Regions from separate parts of the Bos taurus genome. Here region 1 is linked to region 2. A link is a contact called in public Hi-C data. All regions are on one chromosome and are shown on one strand. The core of a region is the stretch at or near the end of the contact, and the rest is flanking DNA. Distances in the headings are between cores, read along the strand shown. Region 1 overlaps IGF1R (insulin like growth factor 1 receptor). Region 2 holds the start of IGF1R (insulin like growth factor 1 receptor).

Region 1 (6,459 bases), core at 171-2,670, 200 kb after region 2:
GCAGACTGAGTGAAGGGCGTGAAGGGTGTGTACGGCGGGCACTGGAGCCTGCGACCGGAACCGAGTGCCCCAAGGGAGGTTGGCTGGAAGGAAGGAGGCTGCAGACCTGGGGGCTGGGTCTAGGGTGGAAGGGACAAGGGCACTAACTCCACGCCGCAGGCAGTGGGGGCGAGGCGCTATTGGAGCAGGCGGACAACAGAGGCTGGCAGTCCGTGGAGCTGGGGGGTGGGGGGTGGGGTGATACAGAGGACCCCCAGGTTCACTCTTAAGTTGCATCCTGCAAGGAGCCCTTTGTATCTTTATTTTTAAAGCTCTCCAGCAATCTGGCTGTCTGGCCACGGGTGGCAACATGGCTAACCATGAGAGTGTAGAGTCAGCAGGCAACCAGGTGTCCTTGGAGATCCCGCCTGTGTCCAGCCCCACCCCCCTTCCCTTCTCCATCAGCGCCGGAGGCCTCTCTGTGGACTCTCCCAGGAAGGTAGTGTCTGGAGACCTCTCTGTTGATTGTGCCCCTCCTGGAAGCAGCCCCAGGAGCTGCCGGGCTTGGGGGAGCAGCTCCTCCATGGTGGAAGCTGCCAATTTTCTTGCTGAGGTCCCAGAAGGATGGTGAGGCCAGGAGGAGGAGTGGATTGTGATTCAAGTCAAACTAGATCAGGAGTTACCTTGGCATGCGTGCAATATCCTGGGTGAACTACCCCCTCTATGGAAAATGCAAGTTAACTGTTTATTTCTTGTCAAAGGAGCTTAATACAACATCATCTCAGTTTCTTTTTATATGTATGTTTCCAAACAGGGTCAGCCCTGAGTGAGATCACAGCTCCAAAAACTTGTGATGAAAAGGTCTAACAAGGCGTCTAATTCACCTCTGTGAAGGGCACATTATGTAAGCAAACAATTTTTAGTACCAGGGTTTAAAATCACTTCTGCAGAGACAAAAGTATACACTGTGGAGGGAGCGGGGAGAGGGAGAGTCAAGTGAATCGGCCCTCGCCCGTTCCCTTTTGGGAGTTTTTAAGTTGTACGAAGAAAAAGGAGAGCGAGAATTGTAGAAACAAAACCTTTTTGGTTTTTCCACGGAACAAAAATGATGGGAAGCTGCAAGTCAGCAGTTCTCGCCCAGGGGATCTAAAGGGCGCCCACTCATGTCTGCTTTTCTGGGGGGCCCTCGGCCGTCTTGCCGCCGCTGGTTCCTTTTGTCTCGGGGCCGCCCGGGCTCGGGGCGAGGACCAGGGCAGCGGGCATCCCGCGCCCTCCCCGCCGCGGCGCACCGAGGTTGTTTACTACTTTCTACTCCGAGTGGCACGCCAATCACGAGGACCCGCCCTCCCCGCCGCCCAATCGGCTCGCTGGGAAAGTCCACCGAACCAGGGGCCCGGGCGGCGACTGGCCGGCACGGCCGTCAGTCAAGCGCGCATCCCGCAAGGATGCGGCGGGAGTATTGGGGCAGCGATCAGCAGAGCGGAGGAGGAGTAACCTTCCCCATAAACAAGATGTGCGCCCCCCGCCACCCCCCGCCATAAAACGGGAGTGCGGGCACCGAAGCGTAACCCAGCCCTGGGGCCTCTGCGAAGCCGAGCGAGCGGCGCGCGGAGCCGGGGAATCCCTCCCTCCCTCCCTCCGCTCGGCCTCCCGCCCACCGCCGCAGTTGTAAACACGTTTCCCTCCATGTCTGTTTTCCTTCTCACAGTGGCCATTACAGGCTGCTGTTTACCAGAATCTCACAGGGCACGGACAGCCTTCTGGCCCCCGTCCTCCATTGCCCGCGCCCCCCCTGCCCTCATGCCGGCCTCTTTCTTTTCCCTCCGGCTAATCTTGCAGACTAAAGGAGGCTGGGTTGCCATCAGGCTGGTTTTCATTTGATTCCTGCCCATGTGGGACAAGTCACGCTTTGTCAACATGCACCATTTTCTGCGGAGATCGTGCTTCCTTTTTAAATTGCGTGCTTGGGCTAGACGGATTTTGGTTAGGAACACTGCACACGAAACTGGCGCAGCTCGGGAAGGACTGGGTGGGTTTGACTGTTTGGGGATGCTTGAATGCTATTTTAATAATGCGTTTCCTTCCAAAACGGGTCTTGAATGTTTCACCCACTAGTAGGTTTGAGATCTGATGCTCTACCATCACCAGCAGCACACGCAAGAAAGACAGCATTGTGTTGAGCTCAATGTTTTTGTACCTTCCTCTGTGGTCTGAATCAGGTTTCCCATTTCCAGCTGCACAATGTGGTTGTATTCAGTGAGATAGGGGCGTAGTGGACAGGAATTATTTGTGACAGGGCTGCCTGGAAGATGCGGACTGGAGTTTGCGCGGCCGGGAGCAGCATCACTGTCTGAAGCTTCTCTGTTATGCTACAGAGGCTCCGAGCAGGAAACGCAGGCAGAATGGCAAAATCCAGCATGAGCATGTGGCATTTGGTTCCAAAATGCCCCCCCTTTTTAGGAGCGGCTGTTCCAGATGACATCCAGTCTTGTTTAGCGATTCTTTTCAAAAGAAAGGAAAGTGCTCTATAAAGAGAGCTTGTTTGGGGATATTTTGTGAGAAGCCCCGTCAACAAAAAATAAATGATTTTGAGGTTCTGGTTTGCTGAGTGGAGGTTAGGCCTCCTTCGGGCCTGAATCACAGTCATAAAAAGAGAAGGCTTCTGCTTCTTGGTTTATGGTAACTGCAGAAACGCAGCGGAGCTGTAGCCGTGGGGCAGGACATGTCAGCCCTGCAGCCTGTGTGCTTTGTCAGCAGTGGGGCGTGTGAGGTGCTTACCGGGAATGAAAGGAGGGAAGGATACACTGCAAATATAAATATAAGGAATGGTACGTGGTGGTCGTCATTTGCAAGAGCAGCTTCCAGGCCACTTAAACCCTAGGAGATATGTCCCATTTCAACTTAGCCGTCCTATCCGATTTGGATTTCTTTGCCTGTCTCTCTCCCCCTGCTTTCGCTGTCCCTTTGCACTCCACAACTAGGATAATTTTCCTGAGAGGAGGGGTCTCGGCGCCATGGGTTGGGAGAGGGGCCAGGGCAGAGTTCCGCCCAGCCTTGGGGGCCCTGCGGTTCTGGGTGGCATTGTCGCCCCCCGCGTGAAGTTTCAGAGAGGGCGAAGGCAGGCAGAGAGGCACTGCAGCCTCAGGCAGGGTACTGTCATTCTCTGAGCCCCAGCTTTGGCCCTCCTGAGCTCGCGGGGGGCCATTCCTTTGACCCCTGTGAGCCTCGGTGTCCCCCCGGGGTGAGATGGAAAGCGTGACGCCCTGTGCAGGCTTGTGAGGCCTAGGGAAGCTCCCCAGGAAGGGCGCCTGGCTCCCTCCAGGGCCCCTGGAGGTGCCCTACTGGCCTCTGCTCAACCCTCCTTCTCTCGGCCCCTTCCCGAGGGCCTCCTCCTGGTTCGGAGTGGCACGCTGAGCTCATCTTTTGTTGGCTTTCTCTGTCACCTGCTCTTCCCTGGCCAGGTCAGCCTGTTCGTTTTTCCACGCCAACAGCCTCTCCGTGCCAGTAAGTCACGTCTGAATAACCAAAGCCTGTTTCCCTGCATGAGGACGCCAGGGCAGGCGGGTCCGGGAGCCAAGCGGCTTCTCTTGTTCAGATAGAGCGGGCGGAGCAGGAGAGCCCCGGCGGCTCTGCCGACCTTGGTGGCTGGAGACCGGTTTGGAATCACCTTTAATCTCACCCCAGGGTCAGGTTCCCCAGGGCTTTCCCGCGTGATTGGGCCGGGAGCTCGTGCTGATCTGGCTGTAGCCCTCCCCGCACCGGCCTCCAGACCCCTCAGCGCCCCTGGCTGGGTGTGGCTCCCGAGGCCACTCCTGACCAGCCTCCCCAGTTCTGGGTGCCCCCCAGGCCCACCCAGTCCAGCTTCCAGAGCTAGCTCCAGCCCGCCCCTCCCCACAGCCCTCCCCGCGGCTCTGGCCCCTCACCCTCTGCCCCTATGAGCCTCATCCTCAGCACCCGGGGGACCCCCACCCTGGCCTGGGTTGCGTCCTCCAGGGCCTCGGGGGCATCTTTTACTTTCACAGCATCCCCCAGCCCGAGTCATATAATGTCATTCAATGGCACCCCGGGCTCCGGAGCCAGACACACTGGCACCGTGGCCACATGACCGACCCTCTGAGCCCGTCTTCCCTCCTCTGTAAAGAGAGGTGACGACACCTGTCCCTTGGGGGAGCCATGAGGATTAACTGTGCTTGGCACCAAGTTGGCTCTTGGGAAGTGTGAGTTATGGTAAGCGGTTTTTGTCAGCCATAGATGGAGATGAACAAGGACCTCTGAGAGAGTAGGAAGTGGAGCCATTGATGTTGCTCCCTTTTCTCCATAAGAACAGGTGCCCATTGCTCTTTTTATACCTTTCTGTGTTCTACTTAGCCAGCCCTTGATAAATATTTATTAAACAAAAAAAAAGTTAGCTCTTCATGTGTATAAATTTAAAATCTGTTGCTTTGTCAATAGTGATTTTTATGAAATCACTTATAAGTCAGGCTAGAAGCCCTCATCTGAAGGAATTGGGCCAAACAGAAAAATCTGAGCCCCTTGCTTGAAGACAGAGTGGTCCAATACATACCAGGGGCCCAGTGGGTCCTTACTGAACCATTGTCAAGTATGTGTTAAAAATAAATGGGAAGTTCTGAACAGAGGGGGAAAACATGATTGCACTTGAGGGGCCCCCAGCTCCTTCAAGTGCCATGCAGCTGGTTAGATTGCAGAAGCAGGCGGGCCCCTGATGTGGGATGGCCATGGTGTCCAACGCATGAGGCTCTGCATAGAGGACAGGGGACAGGGTCACTGTGATGCCGGCTGTCACTGTGGGAGAGGTGTGGAGTGTGCTGAGCTCTGCCCACTGCTGGGACCCAGGCACCTTCCCTGATGCTCTGTAGCCCTGAGCCATTAGGACTATTGAGTTCTGTTCAGAAAACATTTGTGGGATGCCTGTGGGCAGGTGCTTGGCTGAACTCTAGGGGTACAAAGAGGCAGAGCCGTGCCCAGCTCCTTCCTTGAAAGTGTGCCCAGGACCATCATCGCCTTCCTGACCCAAGCAGGAATTGTGTAACCTGGCATTATGACGAACTTGGTCCATAATTATCACCAGGGCAGCTTTTCCAATTATACAACTACAGCTCTGTGACCTTGGGTAAGTCACTTAATTTCCCTAAGCCTTGATTTCCCACTCCTCCTGGCAGAGAAAATATCAGAGTGGGGGCAGGGGGAGGTGGTGGTAGAGGCAATAACAAGTGTAAAATACTTAGTGCTATGCTTTTTGGAAGGAGCCATTGATGGAAGATACTGAACGGTAGCCTGCATACTTGCATGAATCAGTCTGCTGAGTTATTTTCAGTTTGTATCTGAAAATAAAGGGTGGATTGCTCTCCAAATATAAAAGAATTGGATCCAGTCTCTAAAAAGATGTTTGCTATTCTTCGGCAAAATACCATTCTTCTTAAGTTTCATTCAATCATTCCACAAAAATCTGAGCATCTGTTTTGTCCCAGGCACTGTGCTTGTAATGGGTGTACAATAGCAAACAGAACACTTGCTTTCTGCTCACATCAAGCTGACAGTTGGACAGGGAATGCAGACATTAAATAAAGAGAAGTGTGATGATGGCCATATAGGGGGAAGCCTGGTATGTGTTTTAATATGTAACACCTGCTGTGTGTTTTAATGTTGAAATGAATCTTGGGAAGGTGTTTCCATCTGAAAATAATGATCTACCCTTTTGCCTGCGAACACCTCTGTTCTCTGTAGGCAATAGTAATCCTTGTTCATGTTTTGGGTGAGAGATTCTGTTGATAGGGAATAGGGGGGTTCACGATAGAAAGTACACTAGACATGATACGGAGGAGAGACTACGTACTGGATTTTCCTTGGCTTGAGCACTGATGTGGCTTAGGGAAAACAGTTGTGTGCAAGTAGAAAACTGTGGCTTAGCTACGCTTAAGTGACCCCCAAATTCAGGTAAACCATTTTGTGCAGAGTTGTAAAAATAAACGTACATACACATGGCTCACAGCTTCTGGTCTTTGATCTGGACCAGAGTTGTCCTGTGGAACTTTATGTGGTGGTGGCAGAGCTCGACATCTGCCCTGTCCAGTACGGGAGCCGCTAGCCACGTGTGACAGCGGAGCACCTGAAATGTGGCTACTGGGACTGAGAGATGCATTTCAGATTGTATTTAATTTTTAATTAACTTAAATATAAATAGCCACATGCCGCTGAGGTTTGTGGCCACAAGTCCATATGGTTCCAGACACAAGATTAACTGACAAAATACTTTCCTCTTAAAGTACATGTTTATTATCACAAGGGTAACTAAGACCTGTGTATTTTACTTTTCCTGTCATATTTCAGGTTAATAAAGGGGGTGTGCAAAATTTTAAAAATGCAACATGATCAGACCAGCTGTCTAATTGCACACATTTCCTGGAGCTATTGTTGATTATCAGCAAATGCTAAATACTCCTAATGACCTAAGAACTATAA
Region 2 (6,388 bases), core at 3,547-6,046:
CCCTTTTCCCTTTTGAGGTACATTTGGGTCGTTTCCAGTTTTTTGCTATTAGGAGCAAAGCAACTATCAACATTCCCATATAGGTCTCTTTGTGGATATATTTTCATTTCTTTTGGTTAAATAGCTAGGGGTAGAATTGCTGGATCATGAGTTAGGTATTTATTTAACCTCACAGGAAACTGCCAGACAGTTTACATAATGCACTCAATTAATGAACCTGATTATTTACGAAGTCAATTCTCTGACATTTTTTGTTTCATGATTTGTTTTCGTCTTGAATTTCATTGATAGGATATGGGTAGTTATTCTTTGAAATATATCCTTAAGAATAAGACCTTGATTAACTATACAATTTTAGTGATTATTTAATGCTTCTGATTTGTTTATACAAACAGCTTGGAATCTGGAAGAATCCTACTGGACACCTGGGATGATCTTTCATGAATCTCTCTCATAATTTTTGTCTTATTTTCTTTAATATTTTATACATACAGAAATATGTGTAACATATGTGTTAGTTATAAGCATAATTAAAAAATGGAAATCTGTAAGTCTACCAGCCCATCCGAGGATGAACGTGTCTCCAGGAACACTGCATGAGCTTAGCGGTTTGCTCCACTTCTCCCGGAAGTAACCAAGATCCTGGGTTTTGTGCTCCTCATGAATCCCCTTGCTAAGATAAAACCAAAGCAAAACAAAACAAAAATATTATAGTCTGTATTTAGATATTTTGCTTTAAAATTTGCCTCGTGGTTCTTGTCTTCCCTTTTAAGAGCTTTGTCAAAATGGGAGTATGTGTACAGCTTTTCAGAACTTGCATTTCTTTACCTAACATTGTGTTTCAAAGATCTGCTGGTGTTGCGTGTGGCTGTAGTTTATTCACTTACTGTTGCATGACATTCCTTCCTGGGAATATATCACAATACATTGTATTACCTGTCAACTGTCATTTGCAGTGTTTCTCATATTTTTCACTCCATATATATTCCATTGAGCGGGGGTGGTGTGGGGGTGGGGGGGGAACCTGGTACATTTAGCCCAGTAATTTGAGATACAACTCTTTTCAAGTAAACAGTTTTTATAAAGTGAAAATGAGCAACCAGCTTCAGTTCCAAAATAAGGGAAATTTATAGGATACCTGAGGAAAACTGCATAAAACAAAACGTGTGACACATTGGCAGTGTAGTTGTAAAGACTCCAATCAATGTTTTACTATGTGGTTTTATTTCCAAGGTTGAAAAAATAAGTTTGACTTTGGTATGTAGAATGTAATAATTGAAGAAAATACAAATCACCTTCTATGTGTAATCAAGGTAGAGCTGAAAGGCAATCTAAATTTTGATTCTGTCTAAATATTAAGGCATATACTTAAAAAATCTAACTTAACTATCTAAAATAATTTAATCTTATTGACATCTTAGTACTTTAGGATAAAACAACATTTTAAAAAATCACAGAGGAAAAGTCATTTTCTTAAAAAAAAAATCCTACAATTTAAGTAACTGTATGCATTTCTCTTTATTTCATATATCTCTTATGTTCTCAGGGACAAATGAATGAATTTACTAATACTAAAACTATATTGTGTAGTATTTAAAGATTTTATATTAGCATCATTCCTTTAAAAACTCAACTCTAAACTTTTGTCTTAATTTAGATGTATTGTAAAATCCTGAATACTAAATACAATGAAGATATGCTATTGATATTCCTTTACAGTTAATTGCAAAATGGATCTGTAGGCATCAAGACCAACTTCATGTAGGGTATTGTCTGGAGAAATATTTTAAAATAAAATTTAAAAATATAAGTAGATCAAATTTTAATTATTCATATGGCAGTGCCTACTTTTAAAATGACACGTGCTAAGTTTCGATTTCTTTTTAAAGATTCTAATTTCCTTCTTTCTTTGTTAATGTCCAGGAATATCTAAAACTGGAACATTTTAAAATTAAGCTGAATTTCAGTTAAACAAAACAATCCCATATGAATGACTTAAGTAAGAAAAGATTTATTTCCTTCTATCCAACTGACTCACTGAATTGAGCTAAAAATTTCCAAGAGGCAAATGATGTAGGGAATAAATATAGGGGGGAAAGGGCTAGGTTTCCATTATAATAGCTTTTGATTTGTTTTCAGCTCTTAATTAAAAAAATTATTTACGAACGATGGGATGCATAATGTAACGTCGAAATCTTTTACAATTAGAGTAAAAAAGGAAATCTACTTTCCTTTAGAACAGATCCGATCTTACCAGACAGCCTGATTATTTATGAGACAAACACTTCTACATCTCGACATCCACAATTCTTATTAGCCATCTTCTTTTTATTTACTGTTGACATCAATTAGCCTGAGTCATGAAGCCGGACCACATTAAAGGCGACACGTGGTCCAATCACTATGTTTAAAAGTCCACGTATTTCAAACTCCTCTCTCTAGATCTCGCTGGGCTGTTTCCCGCTTTAAGGACCTGGTTTCCGCAGCATTTATTCATTAGATGGCAGTCCAGGGGCAGGCTCTCTTTGGGGAAACCCCTCCTCGGGCACCTTCAAGAAAACCACGGAGGAGACCGGGCGGGCGCTAGTTTCCAGTCCTTTACGGAGCAAAGGAGGGAAGACAGACGCGCCCGGAAGGACGCGAGCAGGTGCGGGTGGGCTCCCGCAGTGGCCGCTCGGCGATCGGGCGCGGCGTGTCCGCGTGCCGAGAGCCCGGCCGGGAGACTTCGGCCCCAGGCCTCGAGCGCATCCTCCGGGGGCCCCCCGGCACGCCCCCTTGGCCTCCGGGGGCCCCCGCAGCCCCGCACCGAGCACGCGCCCTGGCCGCCGCCCGCAGCCGCCCACGTGGTGGGGCAGGCAGAGGAACCAGTCCGCGAGCCGCTCCCCGGACCCGCCGCGGGTCTCCAGTGCCGGGCCGGCGCAACCCAGCTCGGCCGGCCCCCGGCCCGGGCCCCCAGATTTCCTCTCCCGGAGGGAGGGGACACTCGGCGGGCCGGCCCTCCCCGTGCCCGCCGCGCCCCCTGGCGGCTGCGGCGGGGACGCGCCCGGGCGCGCGGGGCGGCCCGTCTGGGCCCCCCTACGCCCGCTCCGGGCCCCCGCCGGCAGTCTCCCCGGGCTCCCGGGCCCGAGCCGCGCCCTTCCCCCTGGCTGCCCGCGAGTCCCGGGACTATGGGGTCCCCTGGGGCGACGCCGCGGCCGTCCCGGCCTTGAGCCAAAGTGCCCGCTTAGTAGCCTGGTTGGGGGGGGGGGGGGCGTCTCCTTTCTCCCAGGTGTGCCCCTCCCGCCACATTCGAGCTTTCCAGCCGGCTGCGAAAAAATGCCGCATGCACGCACTTATTTATTTATTTTGCAACAGCTGCAAGACACAATGAAGCTTTTCAAGAACCGGGGCAACGCGCGCTCCAGCCGCGCTGTTGTTGTTTTCAATGAACCTCTCGGGCCTCGCGCTCCCCTCCCAGCCCGACCCAGCCCCTCCCCCGCTCCCCAGCCCGCTCCTCGGCCGGGCCGGGCCCGGCGCCGGGGGCATTGTTTTTGGAGTCTTGCGGGAGGGGCGCGCGCGTGCAGGCTGGCCGGCGCAGTGCGGTGGGGGTGAGAGCAGGGGCGCGCGCGCGCGGGAGCCGGTGCGCGCGGGCGGGGCGCGGGGGCGGCGCCTCGCCGCCTAGCCGCCCGCGCCGGGGCTCCGCTCCGCACGTCCCTGTGTTCCTGGGCTCCGGCTCTTGGCGCGCGCCGGCCGGGGCCCGGCCCTCCGCGCGCCGGGGCTGCGGCTGTGGCCGCACTAGTGCGCGCGCGCGTGTGAGTGTGTGTGCGCGGCCCCGAGCGCACGCGCGCGCCAGGCCCCAGTGTGTGGCAGCGGCGGCGGCAGCGGCGCGGCGGGGCTGAGGCTCTTGTTTACCAGCATTAACTCCGCTGAGCGGAAAAAAAAAAAAAGAAAAAAAAGGGGGGGGGGGGAACAACCCGAGGAGGAGCGAGCGCACCAGGCGAACTCGAGAGGCGGGCGAGGGAGGGGGACGCCACCGGCGAGCCTGGCCCCGGCGCGCCCGTGCCTGGAGCTTGCCGACCCCCGGGTCCTCCACGCCCCTCCCGCGCGAGGGGAGCTCCACGGCGCGCCGCGGCTTTGACCTTCAGCGAGCCGGAGCCCCCGCGCCGAGCCGGCGGCGGGCGGGGGCCGGCGCGGGGCGGGCGGCGGGAGCGCAGAGCGCGGCCGGCCCGTCGCTTTGTGTGTGTCCTGGATTTGGGAAGGAGCTCGCGGCGGCGGCGGCGGCGAGCGGAGCCCGGCGGAGGAGGAGCAGCAGGAGGAGGAGGAGGGGAGCGGCTCATTCATTTTTCCTCCGCATTTCTGCCCCCGGCCGGCCTCCCCCGCGACCCGGGCTCTGGGGCCGTGTTGCGAACTGCGTCGCGCCCTCCCGCCGCGGAGGCTCGGGCGTCGGGCCGCCTCCCTCTCTGTCTGGGGTCGGGTTTGTTTTCCTTCGCCAAGACGGATCCGGGCTTGGCCCCCTTCTCTTCGCAGTTTTTCCTCCCTCCTGCCTCTCTGGGTTTGAAAATGGAGGCCGACGACGCAGACAGCCCGCCCCGGCGCGCCCCGGGTTCCCGACTCCGCCGAGCGCTGGGCCGCGGCTGCCGGCGCTGAGGGCCGCCCGCCGCCACCGCCCGCCCCGTCCGCGCCTCCCCGCGGACCCCCGGCCGGCGCCGCCTCGGGAAGTGTTGTCGCCTTCGCCCTTGTTTTTGGAGGTGGGGGGGGACGAAGACTCGGAGACTTTTTCTTTTCCTCCTCCACCACCCCCCCCTTTTTTTTTTTTTGAGAAAGGGGAATTTGGTCCCAAATAAAAGGAATGAAGTCTAGCTCCGGAGGAGGGTCCCCGACCTCGCTGTGGGGACTCCTGTTTTTCTCCGCCGCGCTCTCGCTCTGGCCCACGAGTGGAGAAAGTGAGTATGTGCCCGCCGCCCGCGGCCACTGCGGGAACTTTTCCTCCGAGGGGCTGCGCCCTGTTTGCGAAACCCGAGTTGCCACCGTCGCAGCTGTCGGGCTCCCGGGCTCTGGGGCCGCGGGGCGGGGCGCCGAGGGGCTCGGCCGCAAAGCCAGGGGGGACCCCTGGGCCCAGGTCGTTGGGTTCGGAGGCCCGCGCGGCCCCGGGCTCGGCGCATCCCCGCGCGGGAAGGGCCTCGGTGGCTCTCCCTTCCGCGGTCCCGAGAGCCCTGCTCCGCGGCCCGGCTGTCTGGGCTGCGCTCCATACCCGGCGGCCCGCGGCGGGGCCAGGCCCCGGGGCTCCAGCGGGGAAGTTCGCGCCCAGCCGTCCGCACCGCGCGCCCGCGCGGGGCCTCCCGACACGCGGCGCGCAGGCGGCGGTGACAGCTCGTGCGGCGCCCTCGCGGCTGGGGGCAGGTTCGGTGCTCGGGGGTGGGAGCGGGCAGCCCGCCGGCCCCGGGGCTGCAAGGTGCCCAGGAGGAGGTGCCCGGCGGGGAGGCCCCGCGGCCCCAGGACAGGTTTCCAGACATTCCAGCGAGATTTCCTGTCGCTCGCCGCGCTTGGCCCCTTGGGCTCTTTGGGTTCCCTGTCGCTTTCGCTGGATCCGCGGCGGGTCGCCAGCCCCGTCCGGCCTCCCGGGACTGCTCAGTGCGGCTGGGGGTGCGGGGAGCGTTCCCACTTACATCTCGCACCCCACGGTGCAGCCCCTGGAAAAAGGCGAAGTCGGGGGCTCGGCGTCAGTCGGGCTGTTCTGGACAGCGCGTACGGACCCCGAGTTCAGAGGGTTTGGGGGGCCCTTCTCCCCGTTTTCTAGCGGCTCGTGGACTCCTTCTTCGTCCCGGCGGGGCTAGGGGTGGTAGGGCGGCCTTCGAGTGTGCGGGAGTGGGTGTGTGGTCGGAGCCGACGTGCATTTCCACACACGTGCTCGCAGCCACACGGCCGCCCAGGGACACCGGGCCGCCGTGCCCCGGGGAGAGGTGGCCCGCGTCGCGGTTTCGGGCGCGCGGGGCCCGGCGGCGGTGGGCGTGCGGGGAGGGGGCTCCGCGTGGCGAGCGCGCGGCCCCGGCTTGGGCTTCGTGTCCCGAGTTGTGTTGCGCGCCCCCCACCCCCCGCCAGCACTTCCTCTGCACAGTTAATAAGCAATATCGCTCCACGCGCTGCCGCTTGCAATCTGATAGCTTTTGTTTTGGTGGTGTCGGCTAAGGGTAGGGACGGGCAGGGAGGGAGGGAGAGAGAACTTAGGGCCCCGCGGTATGTGGAGCGGGGAGAGGAGGGGTTTCCATTCTTCTCCAAACAGTAAAGGGAGGCTCTGCTGGTCCATTCGGGACGGCAGAGTATCTTGAGCACGATTATAAAGTTTAAATGTAGGCACAGAACTGGGGCTGGGAACGGCGAGGGCGTGTTGGTGAGTAATGTTTGCCGAGTG

What was found. Hi-C and Micro-C count contacts between places; a contact is called where the count stands out from the background.
Region 1: a Hi-C map of liver shows a contact between it and region 2, with 4 times the contacts expected there. The contact joins the enhancer-like site here to the promoter of IGF1R in region 2. A contact is called at or near these places in 2 of 11 Hi-C or Micro-C datasets (liver and skeletal muscle).

What each region holds. Positions count from the first base shown.
Region 1 is chr21:7,983,196-7,989,654 of ARS-UCD2.0, forward strand. The region is part of intron 2 of IGF1R (insulin like growth factor 1 receptor); the gene reads left to right. Among named protein-coding and RNA genes, the nearest start is that of PGPEP1L, 180 kb to the right of the region's middle. Within about 2 kb of position 1,421, at least 89 of the 102 cell types and tissues checked have an H3K27ac peak or open chromatin away from gene starts, as enhancers often do. A contact at or near this core is called in liver and skeletal muscle, where this site is marked.
Region 2 is chr21:7,775,497-7,781,884 of ARS-UCD2.0, forward strand. It overlaps IGF1R (insulin like growth factor 1 receptor), which reads left to right and starts at 4,797. Exons shown (of 21, transcript NM_001244612.1): 1 at 4,797-4,922. The coding sequence starts at 4,829.